Linked DNA regions of Mus musculus: regions 1 and 2 are each linked to region 3. A link is a contact called in public HiChIP or PLAC-seq and promoter capture Hi-C data. All regions are on one chromosome and are shown on one strand. The core of a region is the stretch at or near the end of the contact, and the rest is flanking DNA. Distances in the headings are between cores, read along the strand shown.

Evidence for each region. HiChIP or PLAC-seq counts read pairs in DNA pulled down with a chosen protein or histone mark. Capture Hi-C pulls out chosen DNA fragments and counts their contacts.
Region 1: a contact with region 3 is called in a FOXA1 HiChIP or PLAC-seq map of pancreatic cancer cells. The contact joins the promoter of Hgh1 here to the promoter of Zfp707 in region 3. A contact is called at or near these places in 9 of 39 promoter capture datasets (the SN4741 cell line, embryonic stem cells, hippocampal neurons and 4 more), 3 of 115 datasets of contacts at active chromatin or transcription factors (astrocytes, bone marrow-derived macrophages and pancreatic cancer cells) and 1 of 9 other capture datasets (liver).
Region 2: a contact with region 3 is called in a promoter capture Hi-C map of liver. The contact joins the promoter of Rhpn1 here to the promoter of Zfp707 in region 3. A contact is called at or near these places in 3 of 39 promoter capture datasets (hippocampal neurons, neural stem cells and pre-B cells), 1 of 484 Hi-C or Micro-C datasets (uterus), 2 of 115 datasets of contacts at active chromatin or transcription factors (bone marrow-derived macrophages and pancreatic cancer cells) and 4 of 9 other capture datasets (adipose tissue, liver, macrophages and 1 more).

Annotation. Positions count from the first base shown.
Region 1 is chr15:76,366,605-76,370,269 of GRCm38.p6, forward strand. It overlaps Hgh1 (HGH1 homolog), which reads left to right and starts at 2,294. Exons shown (of 6, transcript NM_021555.2): 1 at 2,294-2,965; 2 at 3,048-3,148; 3 at 3,252-3,350; 4 at 3,558-3,649. The coding sequence starts at 2,352.
Region 2 is chr15:75,702,781-75,706,231 of GRCm38.p6, forward strand. It overlaps Rhpn1 (rhophilin, Rho GTPase binding protein 1), which reads left to right and starts at 1,508. Exons shown (of 15, transcript NM_001163465.1): 1 at 1,508-1,694. The coding sequence starts at 1,614.
Region 3 is chr15:75,967,711-75,971,359 of GRCm38.p6, forward strand. Zfp707 (zinc finger protein 707) reads left to right here and starts at 1,413. Exons shown (of 4, transcript NM_001347040.2): 1 at 1,413-1,694. The coding sequence starts at 1,587. It also overlaps the pseudogene Eif2s3x-ps1.

The sequences.
Region 1 (3,665 bases), core at 1,044-3,543, 400 kb after region 3:
TTTATTAAAGGAATAGTTTAGTGAGTGCACAGCCAGGACTGATGAATCAGGCACACAGCCTAGATTCGGGGAGCTAAGACTGTAACCCCAAATATTTCCCAGGGCCAGTTTATAAAGGCAAAACCCACAATGAGCTCATATGCAGGTGTAGAAAGTACTGTAGCGTGACTGGTTTTTACTCAAGCTACTTTGACAGTTTAGACATCAGTTCAAACTGATCTTTAATTTGGTCATAAGTGGATTTTTTAAAATTTTATTTAATGTATGAGTATCTGATGTACACCTGTGTGCCAGAAGAGGGTCCAAGTTCTCATTATAGACAGTTGTGAGCCACCATGTGGTTGCTGGGAATTGAACTTAGGACCTTTGGACAAGCAACCAGTGCTTTTAACTGCTGAGCCATCTCTCCAGCCCTGTTGTGGAGTTTTTTTTTTGTTGTTTGTTTTTGTTTTTTTAAAGATTTATTTATTTATTTATTTATTATATGTAAGTACACTGTAGCTGTCCTCAGACACCCCAGAAGAGGGAGTCAGATCTCATTACGGATGGTTGTGAGCCACCATGTGGTTGCTGGGATTTGAACTCCTAACCTTCGGAAGAGCAGTTGGGTGCTCTTACCCATTGAGCCATCTCACCAGCCCTGTTGTGGAGTTTCTTAAGAAGAAACCTTATAACAAAATATGTGGTCAACTTGATCCTGCTCTGAGTCAAACTATTTTCTGTACCAGGAATATAATATGAAGTGGTTGGCAGGCATGGGACAAAATGGCTCCAGCTGTGCTTGGGGAATAGTCCTCAACACAGCTAGTCACATTCCACTCACAGAAGACAGCAATGATTCCTACATGTCAGTATGCTTGCTTTTTCCACACTTATAAAACCCCTTTCCTATAGGGAATGGTAACAATCACAGTGGGGGCAACGTCTTTCCACTAATTAAGCCCCCACAGATGTGCCCATAGGCCAACTTAATTTAAAGTCACTGAGCTTCCCTTTCTAGGTGACTATTTTGTGTCAAGTTAACAAAGTTAACTTTGTTTAAGAGAAAAATCTTTTGAGACCAGCTCATTTTATAGCTCAGGCTGGCCTCAAACTTACACTGACCTTCCTGCCTCAGCCTCCTCAGTTGTGAGATTAGACAGTGACACGTTTATAAAAAGATAAGGAGCCGGGCAGTGGTGGCGCACGCCTTTGGTCCTACCACTTGGGAGGCAGAGGCAGGTGGATTTCTGAGTTTGAGGCCAGCCTGGTCTACAGAGTGAGTTCCAGGACAGCCAGCACTGTCTCCAAAACAAAACAAAACAGAGGCAAGGGAGCCTTTTCTTAGAAACTCACTAGCTGCTGTCAACAGCTGGGAAATCTGGACAGTTGGCCCTACACAGACCTAACCACTTTGCCATTGTAGCCGGAAGGATCCCAGTCAGTATCTAAGGTTGCATAGGATCTGGAACCGTGGCGGTTCCTGGCTATCTCCTACAAAAACCTGACAAGGACCAGCCCTGGAAAAACCCCTAACTCAAGATTTCTAATTTGAGAGAGCAAGGACCCCAGGCAGCTAATTGCTAATACAGGCACAAGAAGCACCAAATGGGATACTTTCCCAGAACAGATCCTAGTACTGAAATTATCTTCTGCTAGGGATTACGTAGCTAAGAAGGCCAGTGTCCTCCCATCTGTGCTAACAAATGTGCCGGTGGAAGGTAATATGGAGCCACTGAGAAGCAAAGAAACGCAGCGAGGTATGGAAGACAGAAACCGAACAGTGCTCTAAAGAGCTGGCAGGGGCGTCTGTCACCAGGTGCCCCCAAACCTGCAAACTATAGATTCATTTATTAGTTCCCTTTGCCCAAGCCTGCTTGACTCAGACTTCTGTCACTGAAGAGGACCTAACAAATGCACTAGAAAAAAAAATTTAGCCCCTCTGCAAAGTCAGAGACTGATCCAAAGCTGCCTTTTCATCGCAGAGTCCTGCACCCTCCGGTTCCTGGATGTCTGAAACCAGGTTTAAAAGGTGGCAGCAAACACTCTGGACACCAGGATCACCGGCTGCCGAGCTTCGCTTCAAATTATGCGTGCTGGTCGCGTGGTTCTGACTCCTGGCAAAGCAAACACGCAATAGGCAGCCGGAAAAGTCCTTGCAAGGATCTGGTGGTGGTGGTGATGATGATGGGAAGGGGGGGAGGGTGCATCTGCACCAGCTTAAGGGGTGCCTAATACTGTGGCCCACAATGCCTCGCGCTGAAACCGGCCCCGCCCCCTTCAGCCAGGTTCTCAGCCTCGGAAGGGTTTTAACGACTTCCGCTTTTCCGGCGGTGGCCCCGGCACGAGAAGTGACTGAGACTGCTGGCGGCATGCGGGGACCGGGAGTAGGTTCGGGGTTCTCTGGTGAGCGAGGGTTGCTAGAGCAGGAGGCTGGCGCGGACACGGAGGCGGTGGAACTGCTGCCCTTCCTGGTGCTCGGAGCGCGAGCCGACCTGCAGGCGGCCGCGGCGCAGCACGTGCTGGCGCTGACTGGTGCGGGCTCGGGCCGCACGCTGTTGGCCGGACAGCCAGAGTTGTTGCGGGCCTTGGTCGACCTTGCGGTGGCCCCGGCCCCAGCTCCTTCCCGCGATGCCTCCCGCGCGCTCGTGAACTTGGCTGCTGATCCCAATGTGCACTGGCAGCTGCTGGCGGCTGACCCGGAGCTGCCCGCCCGCCTGCTGCGCTGCGTGTTGGACCCTCAGTGGCCCTGGGCTGAAGAGGCGGCTGCAGTGCTGGCCAACCTGAGTCGCGAGCCGGCTCCGTGTGCTGCGTTAATGGAGAAGCTGATGGCCGCTGAGCCGGAGCGGTTGGGTCTGGAGCGACTTGTCAACGCGCTGTGCACGCCGAGCTACAACGCGGCCGCACCCCTGCATTACCTGGGGCCGCTGCTCTCCAACCTTAGCCAGCAGGCGGAGGTGCGTGCTTTTCTCCTGGACCCAGACAGGTGAAACCCAGTCGCCTGCGCGGGCGGGAAGGTGGGGAAGTGGAAGTGAACAAGGACAGCAGTGAATATCTTCTTTCAACAGGTGCGTGGTCCAACGGCTGCTGCCTCTTACCCAGTACACAGATTCTTCGGTGCGCAGGGGCGGGGTGGTGGGAACACTTCGGAATTGCTGTTTTGAGCATCGTGAGTGACAAGGAGGGGGTGGTGCCATTGCCAAGGTGGGGATTGGACCCTAGGGAACCCAACGGACCATTATTCTGATCTCCTTCCTTGTCCGCACCTCCAGGACATCACAAGTGGTTACTTGGGGCCCAAGTCGACATTCTCCCCTTTTTGCTACTGCCCTTGGCTGGGCCTGAAGAGTTTTCCGAGGAAGAAATGGACCGTGAGTGACTTGGGTGGTTGCCTCAGGGCTGTCTGGTGCTAGAGGGAAGACTACAAGAGGGAGATGGAGAGGTGTGCAGGTCTGGAGTCCCTCAGTCCGGCAGCCTTTAAGGAGGGGGTCGTTACAGACACACACAAGGCTCACCCAGGCAGAGCAGGGCTTGGGTGTTCAGCACAGGGACCAATAGTCTCCCACCCTCACTCCTAGAGCTGCCTGTTGACCTGCAGTACTTGTCACCAGACAAGCAACGGGAGCCGGACGCTGACATCCGGAAGATGCTCATCGAAGCCGTCATGCTGGTGAGCAGGGGCCTGG
Region 2 (3,451 bases), core at 258-2,757, 260 kb before region 3:
TCTAACGCAAGGCCAAAGTTAGGTTTCCAGCTCCTACATTCAATAGTTCACAACTACCTGTAGTCTCTTGTTCCTGGGGTTCAAGTACCCTTTTCTGGACTCTGCAGGCACAGTGCTCATCTGCAGAAACACACACACACACACACATTAAAATAAATCTTTAAGAGAAACAGTTGCTTTAGTCAGGCATGCTTTGCTGGGTGGATGTCAGTCTAAGCACACAGGATTCTGAAGACACAGAAGTCTGAATTCAGGGGTGCCTATGCAGGAGGGTGACAGCTGTGCTAGGTGACAGCACATGTGGTCTCTGTTTAGTTCTAAGGTGATGACCACACCTAGGCAGCATAAGAGCCCGGAGATGGAGGAGGCTGCTCATGAGGATGTCAGTGGAGGAAGAAGTGAAATTAGGTGACACTCCACAGGAAGATACTAGAGGAAAGAAAAGGAAAGAAAGGAGGGGAGGGGAGGGGAGGGGAGGGGAGGGGAGGGGAGGGGAGGGGAGGGGAGGGGAGGGGAGGGGAGGGGAGGGGAGGGGAGGGGAGGGGACAATGCTGCCCTGGGATCAAAAATGCCAGGAAGTTTGGAGAGGCTAGCGGGGCAGATGAGAGAAGCATTTCTGGCGGGGGCCCACTGTCCAGGGACATCCAAGAGCTTAGCCGAGCAAATTTAGATCTGGGGATGACAGAGCCAGGTGTGTGTGAGGGGGATGGGGCGTAGAGACTGAGTCGCTGACTCAGTCAGGGCAAGCAGTGACCAGGGTGGCGGGCAGCGTGGAGGAGGCTGACCTTTGGAGCAGCTTGACAAAGGGCTAGCCACTCATTTCTAGGCTGTGTTCTCAGCTCATCTAGTGTGAGCCAGCCCACATGAATTTGAGAAGTGCTTCGGAGTAAGCCCTGCAAGGAGCTCGAGTTCTGGAAAAAGTCCAATTCTTAAAACCAATTCGGGTTCTGGAAGGCGATCCGGTTCTGGAAGCACAAGGAGGTCAAGGAGAATGTAGGCTCTGGAAACAAAATGCATAACCAGGTCCCGGAGGCGAGGTTTCTGGGGGCGGTTCTGGAAGCAAGGGGACCGCAGCGGCGCTTTGCCTCTTAGTGCCGGGAAGAAAGCAGGCATTGTTTTAGAATCAGCACAAGCACTTGTCTCTAACAAACCGTTTAAAAAACCCCATTGTAAACATTTTTGGAGCAATCCTGGAGGGTCCCGTTGCCGGGGTGACGAGATAAAGCCTTGAAGTCCCTGCAGAGGCTGCAGCGGCTCTTGGTCGCCGCCCCCAGTTCTGCTTGTCTTTTCCTAACTTTCTCCGCACGCCTAACACCTAGCGTTGCGCATGCGTACCCTGATCGGCGAGCGGCCCTGGTTGCTAAGAGTTACCAGATCCCTTACCTGGAGCCCGCCTTTCTCTCACTCTGGTTGGTAGTAGTTTCTATCCATCGGAGTAGCCCTCACCTCTGATTGGACAACATCAAGTTTTGCAGGCGGGGCCCGCGCTCTGCCGCACCGGTCAGTCGGACCCTCCAGGAGGGGGACAGTCGGAGCAGCGCGGCTGATCCTCCCTGGAGCGCGAGGGGCCTGCTGCTCGCAGCCTCTCGGAGTCAGCGTCCGAGCGAGCAGCGATGATCCTTGAGGAGAGGCCAGATGGCCAGGGCACTGGCGAGGAAAGCTCTCGGCCGCAGGACGACGGCAGCATCCGCAAGGTGGGGGCTGAGCAGGGATATGGGTCTTCAGCCTCCTGCCCCGCGCTGTGCAGTGCGGCCTTCCCGGCCTTTCCTTCCTGGGACCCGCTCCCCTGAATGCCAGGTGGGGATACTGAGGTCCCAAGGAGAGACCAGAGCCGGTGTTCCAGCCCGATGGGAGTAACACTGGAGCAGTCACGGTCTAGATGGTTCCCCTGAAGCTAGAGAACCCCTTGGGTCTCAGAACCAAGAAGTTGGTTCTGATGGGTGACAACCCCCACTCCCTCACCTCCACAAGCAAGCACGTGTTTTTTTCTGACGTCTAGAAAGCCTCCTTCTCTAACAGTGTCTTCTGCGTGCCCCGCTGTAGGAGTCAGTGTCCATTAGTGGTTAGATTGTGACAGCAGACAGCAAAAACCTTCGGAACTTCACGGGGAAGCCTGACTACTTTTCCCCAACATACATCCCCTCCAAAGCTCCTGAGTCTGGAGATGAGGGTGCCTGGGCTTCCAGGAACACAGGGGTGAAGTGGAAACTAGTTTGCTCTTTGCCTAAGGGATATTATGTTAACCTTCTCTGCTTCTCCGGTCTGGGTATTTCCTAGGGGTCAGTGAGTGTTTGGGTTTCTTAGTATGTGTGTAGGCTCTGGGGTACTCCTGCCCATCCCCAGGGGCTGCTAAGCAGAAGCTGCTGTCACAACACTCCCGGGTGTTCCCATGGCTCTTTGCCCACCTTCCTTCCTGGTGTCAGATTGTACTTTGTTGCTGGCTGATTCTATCCAGTGTGTGTGTGTGTGTGTGTGTGTATCAGGTCTCCTGGAGGAGAGGGAGGAGAGGGAGAGGAAGAGGAAGAGAGGAAGGCACTGGGACTTGGACAGAACCCTCAAGGGCTCCATCCTAACCAGGCATGCCTGATACCACAGTGACTAGCTCAAACTGGGGAGGGGTTAGATTGGAGAGAGGGAAGGAGGGAGGGAGGGAGACGGAGTCAGCCTGCAACATGTTCTCCAGGAACTCTTCTTCCTAGGGTGGCCATGCCTTTCAGGTGCCCTGTGGAGGAAGTGCATGTTGCATTGGTCAGCCTCCCTGTGGATAGTGTGGGACTCCCCCACCCTGAGCTGACTCAGTAAGAGAAGCCTGGGAAGGCTTAGGATTGCTCTGTTCCTTCTTTCTATTCCCAGGCCTGTGTGGGGATAACTGTGTCCCCCCGCCCCCCACCTTTTGCTAATCCTTGAGGACCAGCCCAGTACAGGTCACTGGGTCTTTGAGTGGGAGGTTTTGTTTCTCTGACCCCCATGCCTTTCCTCCCTGGTCGTGGCCAGGCCCTGTTCTGGTTTGGCCACTGCTGCTGCGATGTCTGTACTGATGGCAAGTTCTCCCAGAGTTAGACAAGAGTAGCCACCATGGAGGTCAGCCATGGTTAGACGGCCTTTGTTTCCAGAGGGTGGGGAGATCATACCGGGATAGAGAGAGATGGTTACTTAGCACCTGTGCCCTCCCTGCTGAGCACTTCCTTCAGCCCAGTGTGGAAAACTGGGTGTGGGCTATCAGCTTCCAGAATCCATCCAGCCCAGCTTATCTTGCCTTTCCACCAAAACAGGTTAGGAAGCTGGCTTGGCCTCCATAAGTGAACCAAGGTTAAAAAGGGCAAGAACAGGCCCAGGGTCTGGGGCTGGTGAAACCTCAGAGTGGCTAGCTGCTGCAGCTCCCTAGCAGGTGGGGGAGGGACTGAGGCTATCGGCCATAAATAAGCTTAGAACCTTGTAGTAGGGTCTTGGG
Region 3 (3,649 bases), core at 163-2,662:
TGGTTTACACATGAGTTTTCCTTCCCTATCTTTGGAGACAATACGGGGTCTGACTTCTATCTCCTGGCATACCTTTAACACTCCTTTTAGAATACTACCACCAGCTATACCTCCCTTAAGGTCATCGACTTCACAGCCAGGTTTGTTGACATCAGATGGACTGATAACAATGAGATGGGGCTCTGAAGTAAAGTCTCTTGGGGCCACTGGTATTTTCTTCACTATATACTCACAGACAACTTCAATATTATACTTCAGTTGAGCAGAAATTGGAATAATTGGTGCCCCTTTCTGCTATCGTTCCTTGCACAAATGCGAGATTTTGCTCATATTGTTCCTTAGCCTGACTTTCTTTTACCAGATCAATTTTATTCTGTAAGATCAAAATATGCTTGAGTTTCGTGATTTCTACAGCAGTCAGGTGTTCGGGCCAAGGGCATGATTCATTACTAGCTATCAACAGAAGAGCTGCATCCATCTCTACTGCACTGTTCAGCATCGTAGCCATCAAAATATCATGGCCAGGACAGTCAACAAAGGAAACATGTCTGACTAATTTGAAGTTCCCTTTGGCCCCCAGAATGTATGTAGGAAACTTATCTGGTGTACTGCTTCCACATGATCTGGTCTAGGACAACTTGAGTCATCAAAGTTTATAAGTCTTAGCATGAGCATGTCCAAGCTTGATGGTAATGTTTCTTTCTAGCTCATTTTTGAATCTGACAGTGTGAACTCCAGAAATAACCTTCACCACGGTGGACTTCCCATGAGCTCCATGACCAGTTGTAACAATATTAATTGTAGCTTGTCTGCTGATAACTTCACGTGAAAGTGGTGTCAACTTGGTAACATCCCCCAGCCATCTTGCTCAGAGGGGAAAGGACGTATCTTCCTTTCCATCTGCTCAGCTATCTTATGGTGGGACGAAGGCTGCCTAAACTAGAATTAGAATTACAAATAAGTTTGCATCTTTCAAATTAAATTTGGCATCACAGTGGCCTAAGGGTCCAGTGACCCCAATGAACAAAGTAGGAAATCCTGACCCATGCCACTAACATGAAGCAAACTGGCAAACATCAGTTTAGACAGCCATAGGACAAATTCCAAACAAAGAATGTTGATGGTTCTGGCTGCTTGAGAACTGGAGATAGGTTCTCTGGGGCATGGACATTTCTGATTTGAAGCCAACATGGTCTACAAAGAGAGTTCCAGAATAGCCAGGGCAACACAGTGAAACCTTGTCCCCCAAGCCCATCAAAACAAACACCTCCTTCCAGTGGGCTCAGGAACACACGAAAAAAAACCCACAGACCACCCATATCAACGGAAGGGCTGGGCCCCTGGGGGCGGGCTCGCGCACACTTCCGCCCTTTTATCTGGCCCCGCCCTTTAAGTAGCCGGAAGACGCTTCTGATTGGCGTATTTCCGCTGGAGAGTTGAAGTCAGTGCGGCGCGCACGGGAGTTGACGTTTAAAGGTGCAGGAGCTGGGGAATCCGACGGTGGTGCTGCTTTGGGTTGCTCTGCTCCGCGCCACTGCGCTTGCGCTGAAGCCGACCCTACCCCCGGCATCCCCCGCGGCCTTCAGATGCGCCGGCGTCTTGCTGCAGCTGCTGCTCTCGGCGAAGCTCGACGAGAGCGCTGCTTCCGACGGGGCAGCGCTCTTCCCGAGCGAGCTAACGGCGATGCTCCTCCGGTGAGCTCGGACCCTCTACCCCCAATCCCTGGCCCCGCGCCCACCTGGGTCCCCTTGGCACGGGCGCTCGGGTTTCCTGCTTCTGGCAGGTACCGCGCTCCGGCGGTCCTAGGGTCTCAGTCTGGGTCTGTCTGCTCCTGCTTTCCAGGACTACAACTTTCTGTTTTAGTGTTTCCCACACTCCCTGCTCTCCGGCCTTGAAGTCCAGCCAGGCTTGTGGCACCAGTTCTGGTGTTCAGATGAGAAATATATATTCTGGTTTTATCATGCAGAGTTTGTGGTTGGCAGTCACTACCCAGACCTGTGTTTCCCGAGCTTCGGGTCTTCCAGGTGTGTCCCAATTTGCAGCCTTGCTAGTCGAGTATAGATAAGAATGCATATCAGCACAGTGTAGGTGGTTGGTTAGTTATGTCGCAATGTCACAAGGTTGAATGCCTCTAGGCGCAACTTTTGTGATAGCTGTTAAAATAATTTATAGCCTGACTGGCCTCAACTTGTGCTGACCCCTTTGCCTCTGTCACCTGAGTGTTAAGATTAGTTAGGTTTTTTTTTTTTCTCTCTCTCTTTTAAAATGTTATCTCTTAGCTGGGCAGTGGTGGTGCACGCCTTTAATCCCAGCACTTGGGAGGCAGAGGCAGGCGGATTTCTGAGTTCGAGGCCAGCCTGGTCTACAGAGTGAGTTCCAGGACAGCCAGGGCTACACAGAGAAACCCTGTCTCAACCCCCCCCCCCAAAAAAAAAAAAAGTTATCTCTTTCTATGTTAATTTTTAGAAGTGATTCTAGATACTAGTTCTTTGGCAGAAAACGATTTGGAAATTCTTTCTCTGTTGCTTGCCTTTTAATCTTTCTTTAATCTTTCTAACTCCCTTTTAGAATCAGAAACTCTCTTGTTGGTTTCATTAAATGTTGTTTTGTTTGGCTTGCTTTTTAACTATCCCAAACGGTCTTTGACATAGCTTTTTCGTCAAAGTTGGTGTAATGGTTAATTTCTCAACTTGACGCAATCAAGTAATTTGGGAAGAATGTTTCAAGGGATTATTTAGTTCCGGTTGGCTTGTGGGCATGCCTGTGGGGAATTGCCTTGATTAGCTTAATTGATATGAGCGGACCCAGATTTGGGGTCCTGGACTGTGGAAGGTTAGAGAAAGCTAGGTGAGTTCTAAAACTGCATTAGTTCATTCTTCTGCTTTTGACTGATATGACTAGCTGCCTTGACGGGATGGTAACTTGGAATCGTAAGCTAGATAAGCCTTTCTTCTCTAAACTGAACTGATTTTTTTGGGGTTTTTTTTGGGTCGGAACTTTATCATGCAGCAGAGATGAGGCCTAGCCTTGGACTTTTTTGATGATCTTTTTGTTTTTGAGACTGGGCCTATTGCCCTGGCTGTTCTGGTCTTGCTGGCTTGGATCTCAAGAGTTGTGTTGGGATTAAATGTGTGGGCTACCATTCCTGGCCTGGCCTTGAAGTCTTGCTGCTTTTGTCTCTGCCACTCAGTGCTTGGATTATAGACCTACCCCAGCAGTTATTCTTGGAAAACTGTATTTACTGCATGTATATATGAGTGTAGACCGGCACGTGTACCACTCTTCATATCAGGACAGCTAGTGGGAGTAGGTCCTCTCCTCGGGCTATACTGATCTAGGGGATTGAACTCGGGTGACATGAATCACCTTTACCAGCTGAGCCATCTTGCTGACCCAACTTTTTTTTTTCTTTTTTTAAAAATTTATTTTATTTATGAGTACATTGTAGCTGTCTTCAGACACCAGAAGAGGGCATCAGAACCCATTAAAGATGTTTTTTAGCCACCGTGTGGGTGCTGGGAATTGAACTCAGGACCTCTGGGAAAGCAGAGTAGAACTCTTAACCACTGAGCCATCTCTCCAGACACACACACCCCCAACTTTTTTCTTTTAAACTTGGTGTTTTCTGTGTCCTGTGAACAGAGTCTTT